2 separate regions of the Cricetulus griseus genome follow, and region 2 is linked to region 1. Evidence: chromatin contacts called from public Hi-C data. All regions are on one chromosome and are shown on one strand. Each heading gives the region's core, a stretch centred on a gene start, on an enhancer-like site or on the middle of the called end of the contact. The rest is flanking DNA. Distances are from core to core; before and after follow the strand shown. Region 1 overlaps Hic2 (hypermethylated in cancer 2 protein). Region 2 holds the start of Ube2l3 (ubiquitin-conjugating enzyme E2 L3).

Region 1 (3,572 bases), core at 668-3,167:
GAAAACATTCCAGGGCTCTATTAGAAACTTTCTGTCTACCCAAAGCTAAGACCTGCCTGGACCCAGACCACCTGCCCAAGCATTCTGCTCTCACAGCTAGGCAAGTAACCCTCAGTTTAAGAAAGTACACAGGGGGCTGGTGCTACAAGGAAGGCCTGGAGAGAGGCACTATGCAGCACCATATCACACCAGACCCTGTGACCTCAAAGGCACAGCCTCATCTGTTCACCCCCCTAGCCTGCTTTAACTTTAGAGCCAACAAGGGCCAGAGCAAGGGTACCCCCTGCTACATCTACCCTGGTGAGTCTAGGCCATTCTAGTTGAGGACAGAGGTGAATCCTCACTGACAAAGTGGAACAATAATTTGAGATTGTGATGAGTTCTACTACAAAACCCAGATTACCTGCAACACAACAGGAGCTTAAAAACAAACAGGGGCTGGAGGGATGGTTTAGCAGTTAAGAGCAAACAAAGGCTGCTCTTCAAGATTCCAGAGGTCCTGAGTTCAATTCCCATCAACCACAGGGTGACTCCCAAGTATCTATACTGGGATCTTCTGTCATGCAGGCACGAATGCAAATAGAGCACTCATATGCATAAATAAATACATCTTAAAAAAAAAAAAAAAAAAAACTCCTAGGCAATGGAAAGCAGAAATTCAAGCCAGGGTGTGGAGGTGCACAGCCTTAATCCCAGCACTTGGAAAGCAAAGGCAGGCCGGATCTCTTGTGAAGTCCAGCACAATCAGGAGTGAGACCTTGTTTAAAGAAAAATTGGATGGTAGTAGCACACACCTTTAATCCTGGCACTTGGGAGGCAGAGACACATGAAGTTCAAGGCCAGCCTGGTCTACAGAGTGAGTTCCAAGACAGTCAGAGCTACACAGAGAAACCCCGTATCGGGTACAGGGGAGGGGAGAGGAGAAGGGGGGGAGAAGAGAGAGAGAGAGAGAGAGAGAGAGAGAGAGAGAGAGAGAGAGAGAGAGAGAGAGAGAGAGAGAAGGCATGGTGGCTTGAAGAGAAGAGGCTCTGGGCTGGTGAGATGGTTCAGCACATTAGCACCAAGCTCAGCAAGCTGGATTTAACACCAGGAGGAATGACTCCTACAAAAGCTATCCTCTCATCTCCAAAAGCACTGTGTGCACTTCCGCACATGCACACACTATGTCTCACCATGTAGCCCTGGCTGTCCTGGAACTATAGAAACCAGGCTAGCCTCGAACTTCCGCCTGCTTCTGATTCCAAGTGCTGGAATTAATGTCACCACCACCACTGGGTAAATACTTTTTTTTTTTTGAGACAGGGTTTCTCTATCTAACAGTCTCAGCCTCCCAAGTGCTGGATTAAAGAGAAAGAGAAGGTGTTCTGGTACAGGACATGCCAAGCATGAGAGAAGCTGTGGGTTCAAACTCCAACACTAAAAGAGAAGGAAGGACAAGCAGTGACAGCACAGAGGCAAGCAAGCAGAAATTCCACAGGCAAGGAGTTGAAAGGGCACCAGGAAGCCTGGCCACCCAGCTGGAAGGACTATCACAACCATCTCTTCTGCCTGGGGACATCCTTCAAATGAGATAACTGAACCCCAGAGGGAGGTATATGTCACAGCTGAGTCACTAGGCAGCCACCTAGCCCAAGGCTGTGGGAGACAAGACTCCAGCTTCCCTAAAACCAACCCTAGCAGCCAAAGTAGGAAATCAGGTAGGAACTCTACAGAAGTAAAATTTAAAAACCTATGAGGGTCTCTGAAACTTTATAAAACATATCTTTCTATGTAATCATCTTCCTAAGAAAGAGCTTCTTCACTCACAGGTAAAAGCTGAAGTGAGGCAGGCATGATGACGCTTGCCGACAGCTCTAGCACTGAGTGTCTGAAGCCTAAAGATCACCACAAATCTGAGGTGAACCTATACTACAGAGTAAGGCTGTCTCAAAGACACCAAAACCCACTCTGCCCATGACAGTATGACCTCTGACTGGGACAAACTTTGAAAAGGTATGAGTCATGAGAATCAGCAAAATCATAAGCCTAAAAATTCCATGCCAGAAAGTAATGATGGATTTTTAAAATTATTTTAGCTGGGTGTGGTGGCACACCCGTGTAATCCCAACAGAGGGGGGTGGATCTCTGTGATTTCAAGGCCAGTCTGGTCAAAACAGTGAGTTCTAGGATAATCAGAGATAAGAGTCCTTGTTTCAGATAGATAGTAATTTAAAATAAATAAACTGCCTATTTGTTTTTGTTTATTTATTTATTTTTGGTTTCCTGAGACAGGGTTTCACTGAGTAGCCCTGGCTGTCCTGGAACTCACTCTGTAAACCAGGCTGGTCTTGAACAGATACAAGCCACTCAGGAAACTGAAGCAAGAAAATCACAAGTTTAAGGCCTGCCTAGAAACTCAGTGAAAGACTTTGTCTCCAAACCAAAATCTAAAATAAAAGAAAGGGCTAGAGAGATGCCTCAGCAGTTAAGAGTTCTTGTTGCTCTTCTACAAGACCCCTGGGTTTCTATTCCCAGAATCCATTTCAGGCAGCTCAACAAATGCCCTTAATGCCAAATTATATGGTGCCCCAAAACTCTGTTCCCTGAAGGCACCTATATTCATGCACACACACCCACACACAAATGTAACTAAAAATAAGTAAATCTAGGGGCTGAAGAGGTAGGTGCCTCTGGAGTTAAGAGCACTTGTTCTTACAGAGAGGACCCAGTTTCAACTCTCAGAACCCATGTGGTGACTACTCACAACCATTACCAGTTCCAAGCAATCCAATGCCCCTTTCTGACCTCTGAAGGTACCAGTACAACACTGTATGCACGAATACACGAAGGAAAAACACTCATTAAAAATAAAATAAATTTCACGGGGCAGTGATGCTGCACGCCTTTAATCCCAACACTCCAGAAGGCAGGCTGATCTCTGTGAGTTTGAGGCCAGCCTGGTCTATAGAGCTAGTTCCAAGACACCCAGGGCTGTTACACAGAGAAATCCTGTCTCAAAGGGTGTGTCCAGACACTGTGGTGAAGGGTTGCTTTCTACTTGACACTGGAAGAGCTAAGATTATTAGTAGGATATTGACTTCATCTGAAGTAGGTTTTCCACTATTAATCTCTACATTCTTTAAGATGTATACATACTGGCCGGGTGTTGGTGACGCATGCCTTTAATCCCAGAACTCTGGAGGCAGAGGCAGATGGATCTCTGTGAGTTTGAGGCCAGCCTCATCTACAGAGCGAGTTCCAGGACAACCTCCAAAGCAATAGAGAAAACCTGTCTTGAAAAACAAAAAAGATGCGTATATATACTCATATCATCTGGCCACAATGTTGGTAATAATATCCTAATTTCCTAGAGCTAATCTCTAAAACCTACTAGGGAAGCTGAGCTGAGACTGCTCTATATAAAACTCCCAAAGGAAGACAAGAGTGGTGGCCCATGCCTTTAATCTTAGGAGGAAGAGGCAAGCAGATCTTTGAGTGAGGCCAGCCTGATCTACAAAGTGAGTTCTAGGACAGTTAGGGCTATACAGATAAACCCTAGGGGTGGGGGATCCCCAAGCAGCCAGTACAGGGGT
Region 2 (3,572 bases), core at 353-2,852, 44 kb after region 1:
GAGTTATATAATTTTAAGATGAAGATCATAACCCACACCTTTAATCCTAGCATCTGGGAGGCAGTGACTGATGGGTCTCTCTATGAGTTCAAGGCCAGCCAAGGCTACATAGCAAACCTTTGTCTCAAACAACAACAACAAAAACGAAACAAAAAAGAGTTATACTGTTTGAAACAAATTTGAAAACCTCTGAGTTAAAAGTCCTCCAGAAAGAATACTTTAAGACTGCTGAATACCAGGTGGTGGTGGTGCACGCCTTTAATCCCAGCACTCAGGAGTCAGAGGCAGGGGGATCTCTGTGAGTTCAAAGCCAACCTAGTCTACAAAGCTACACAGAGAAACTCTGAATTCAAGACAAAACAAAACAACAACAAAAGCCTGCTAAATGATAGCAAGGCATTCCCCTCACATCTCAGTTGCCTCACATTACCAGCTCTGTATTTCTTATTTCTCTCCTTAGAGCCCCAGCTTTCTTGAGACATGGGGTAAGATCCTGGTGTTAAGCGATTTCTCTTGGGGAGACTAGATAGAAAGGGCACCAAAAGACCAAAAGATTCCTTTTAATGTGTTTATTGAAGTAACTTAGAGGAGTACAGGTGACTCAAAGGCACTCTCAGCACTTGAGGAAGAAAGAGGATCAGGAGGTTAAGTTCATCTTTAGTTAGACAGTGAATTTTGAGGCCACCCTGGGCTACAAAAGACCTTATCTACATCTCAGTCTCCCTCAACAAAACCTCCTCACTGGCAAAAGCACTGCTGGGGGTTACCATGTAGTAGTTTCTTTCTCTTTGGATCTTTTGGCTTCATTCTCTAGACTGCTAAAATTATGAGATTACAAGTGTGTGATACTACTCTTGGTAGCTATTACTATTTTTGAGATAGTGGATAGGGTCATACTATGTAGCCTAGGCTGGCTAGTCCTGCCTGCCTCCACCTCCCAAATGCCAGAATTAAAGGCATAATCCACTTATGTTTGGCTGCTCTGCTCTCTCTTATTCATACAGTTTCTTCAGTGAGCCTTCATGAAAGTAGATCCTTGCAGTTACTTTTGTGTGGGAGGCTGTATTTGAAAGTTAGTGTGTGTACTCGAATACACACACACACACACACACACACACACACACACACACACACACGCGCGCACACACACAGGAAGACCTGAGGTCCACACATGTTTTTCTATGCTTGCACTTCACTGGTTTTCTCCTTGCATCTGAGGCTCACTAGTTAGACAAAGAATTTCAGAGATCTGCCTGTATCTACCCTCCCCTAATGCAGGGGACTACGCTAGCTTTTCATGTGGGTATCCAAACTCAGGTCCTACTTGCACGTGCAGGCACTTGACCAACTGTATCACGTCTTCGGTCCCACAGTAACTTTCTCATCTCCCAGTTTTACTTCACAATGTTTATCAGTGTCTAAAATAATCTTGATTATTCAATTGTTGTGTACACATGTATAGTGCGCCTACTACGTGCCAGGCACGGTATGTGTTGTCCGTCGGATTGGAGGCTGCAAGAGGCAAAGGTCTTTAAATTGTCCAGGTCCCTTGTAGACGTCTACACACAACTCTCCCACCACTGGGATCGGCACACAGTAGGCGCGTTTCTCTGTTCCGCGCTCTTCCCGGCTCGCCCCTCCCCCGTTCCAGGAAGTGAGGGGGTTCTAGCCGCCTGGCCTACCGCGATGCATTTTGGGAAAGCAGCAGCACCAGATCCAAGATGGCGGCCAGCAGGAGGCTGATGAAGGTAAAAGCCATTCTCTGGCGCTGGCCAGGCGGGGGGCGGCGTCCCCGGGCCGGGACCCCCACGGCGGGCCGCGGCTCCTTGGGGCGTCGCCACCCTCCATCCCTCGTTGCGTGGCCCTCAGTGCCGCTGTGCCGCGTGTGGAGGACAGATCTAACGGGGCCGCCTAGGCCGCAGCCTGGGCGGGAGCGCAAGGCCGCGCCGGGAGCCGCCGCCGCCGGCCCCTCGGATCAGCTTGGGCAGTTCTCGCGCCCCCTCCTCCCGGAGCGGAGCCGGGCCCTCCGTCGCAGCGGCCGCGGTCCGGGTCGAGGACGCCGTTGATGTGTGGGCCGGGCCTGGAGGCCCCAAGCTGGGCGCCCTCGGGGAAGAAAGCCGGAGCCCCGGCTGGGAGTCCGCGCCGCGGAGCCGCCCGGTCCTGGGCCGCGGTCGCCGGACTCTGAGCCCCATTCCGCCAGCCCACAGCTCCGGGACCGGGAGGCTGCGAGGCCCGAGACGGGAAAGGAAGGAGGAGGGCAGGCGGCCAAAGTTAGGTCAGTTAGTTGGTGGTCTTTTGAAATTGTGTTGGGTTCTTGCAAACTGTCTCCTTGTGACTGCGGAGTCACACAGCGGACAAGTTCCAACTCTAGGAAGGCGTGGGGTCGTCCCCCGTCGCAGCGAGGTTCTCCTTCCTATCAACCTCTTAGTCATCCCGATCTCCTTTCCCTGGTGAAGCAAAGTGACATTTTTTTTTTTTTTTTGAGGTGGGAGGTGGGGGTTGGCTTCTGTCGTTGGAATCAAAACCGGCCAAAGTTTACAAAAATAACACGGTGTACGCACTTTGTATCTTGAATGTAGCGGAGTGTCATCTCACTAATTGGCTCCTTTTTGTGAGGCGTACAGGTGCTCCATTGATTTCAGGTTTTCACTGGTAGTTTTTCCGACATCCTCTAAAGACAACCCCGCCAGTGTTTGAGTGCAACCTGGTAGTGCGGCGCAGCTACCGCCTGACCGGAAATACAAAAGGTCCGGGAGCTGGCTCCTGAGAACAGATAGCCGGGCTTCTTCCTGGCCCCAGTTGTATTTGGTTGATGGAGTCGCTGGAAACAAAAGAAAACATTTGTTCACTGAAACCTAGAGAGAACATTTAACTGAAACGAGAGTGGAAGTGGGCACAAAACAATTATGATCAAGCTCCTCCTCTGCTCTGCCAGTGACACTCCCATCATTTTCCTAAATGAAAGGGATGCTAATCACTTCCGTGTTCAAACCCCCCAAAGTTGGCTTCCCTCTAGCCTTGTAGGTTTCAGTTTAGGAAGATATGTGAATGCATGCTGTTTTTCCTATCTTTATTGGAATGACTTGAATTCTTCCACCCTTTCTGGGGTACCCTTCTAAATACTTTCCCCTGACTACCCTTCTTGGACTCCAGTGCTCTTTTCTAAAGCAAGCACTTAATTCTTTACTTCTGGCTAAAATCCTCTGTGGTTTTGTCTGTAACAATTAATTCTAATTTCTTTAAATTAAAAAAAAAATAAAGAAGCTAGGCAGTGGTGGGGCACGCCTTTAATCCCATCGCTCCAGAGGCAGAGGTAAGGGGATATCTGTGAGTTCCAGGCCAGCCTGGTTAACAGAGTGAGTTCCAGAGAAACCCTGTCTTGAAAACCAAAAGGAAAAAAAAAAACAAAAACAAAAACAAAAAACCAAAAAACAAAACAACCACAAAAAATTTAAAAAATAATTTGCTTATTTTTATGTGCATTGGTCTTTTGCCTGAATGTATGTCTGGTCTGTGTGAGGGTGTTGGATCCCTCCAACTGGAATTACGGACAGTTATGAGCTGCCTTACAG

The links. A called contact is a pair of places that touch in the nucleus more often than the background predicts.
Region 2: a contact with region 1 is called in a Hi-C map of the CHO-K1 cell line, with 4 times the contacts expected there. The contact joins the promoter of Ube2l3 here to the enhancer-like site in region 1. A contact is called at or near these places in 2 of 8 Hi-C or Micro-C datasets (the CHL-YN cell line and the CHO-K1 cell line).

The regions. Positions count from the first base shown.
Region 1 is chr4:72,080,879-72,084,450 of CriGri-PICRH-1.0, forward strand. The region is part of intron 1 of Hic2 (hypermethylated in cancer 2 protein); the gene reads right to left. Among named protein-coding and RNA genes, the nearest start is that of Hic2, 13 kb to the right of the region's middle. Within about 2 kb of position 1,918, at least 2 of the 6 cell types and tissues checked have open chromatin away from gene starts, as enhancers often do. A contact at or near this core is called in the CHO-K1 cell line, where this site is marked.
Region 2 is chr4:72,124,943-72,128,514 of CriGri-PICRH-1.0, forward strand. Ube2l3 (ubiquitin-conjugating enzyme E2 L3) reads left to right here and starts at 1,603. Exons shown (of 4, transcript XM_027413208.2): 1 at 1,603-1,748. The coding sequence starts at 1,722.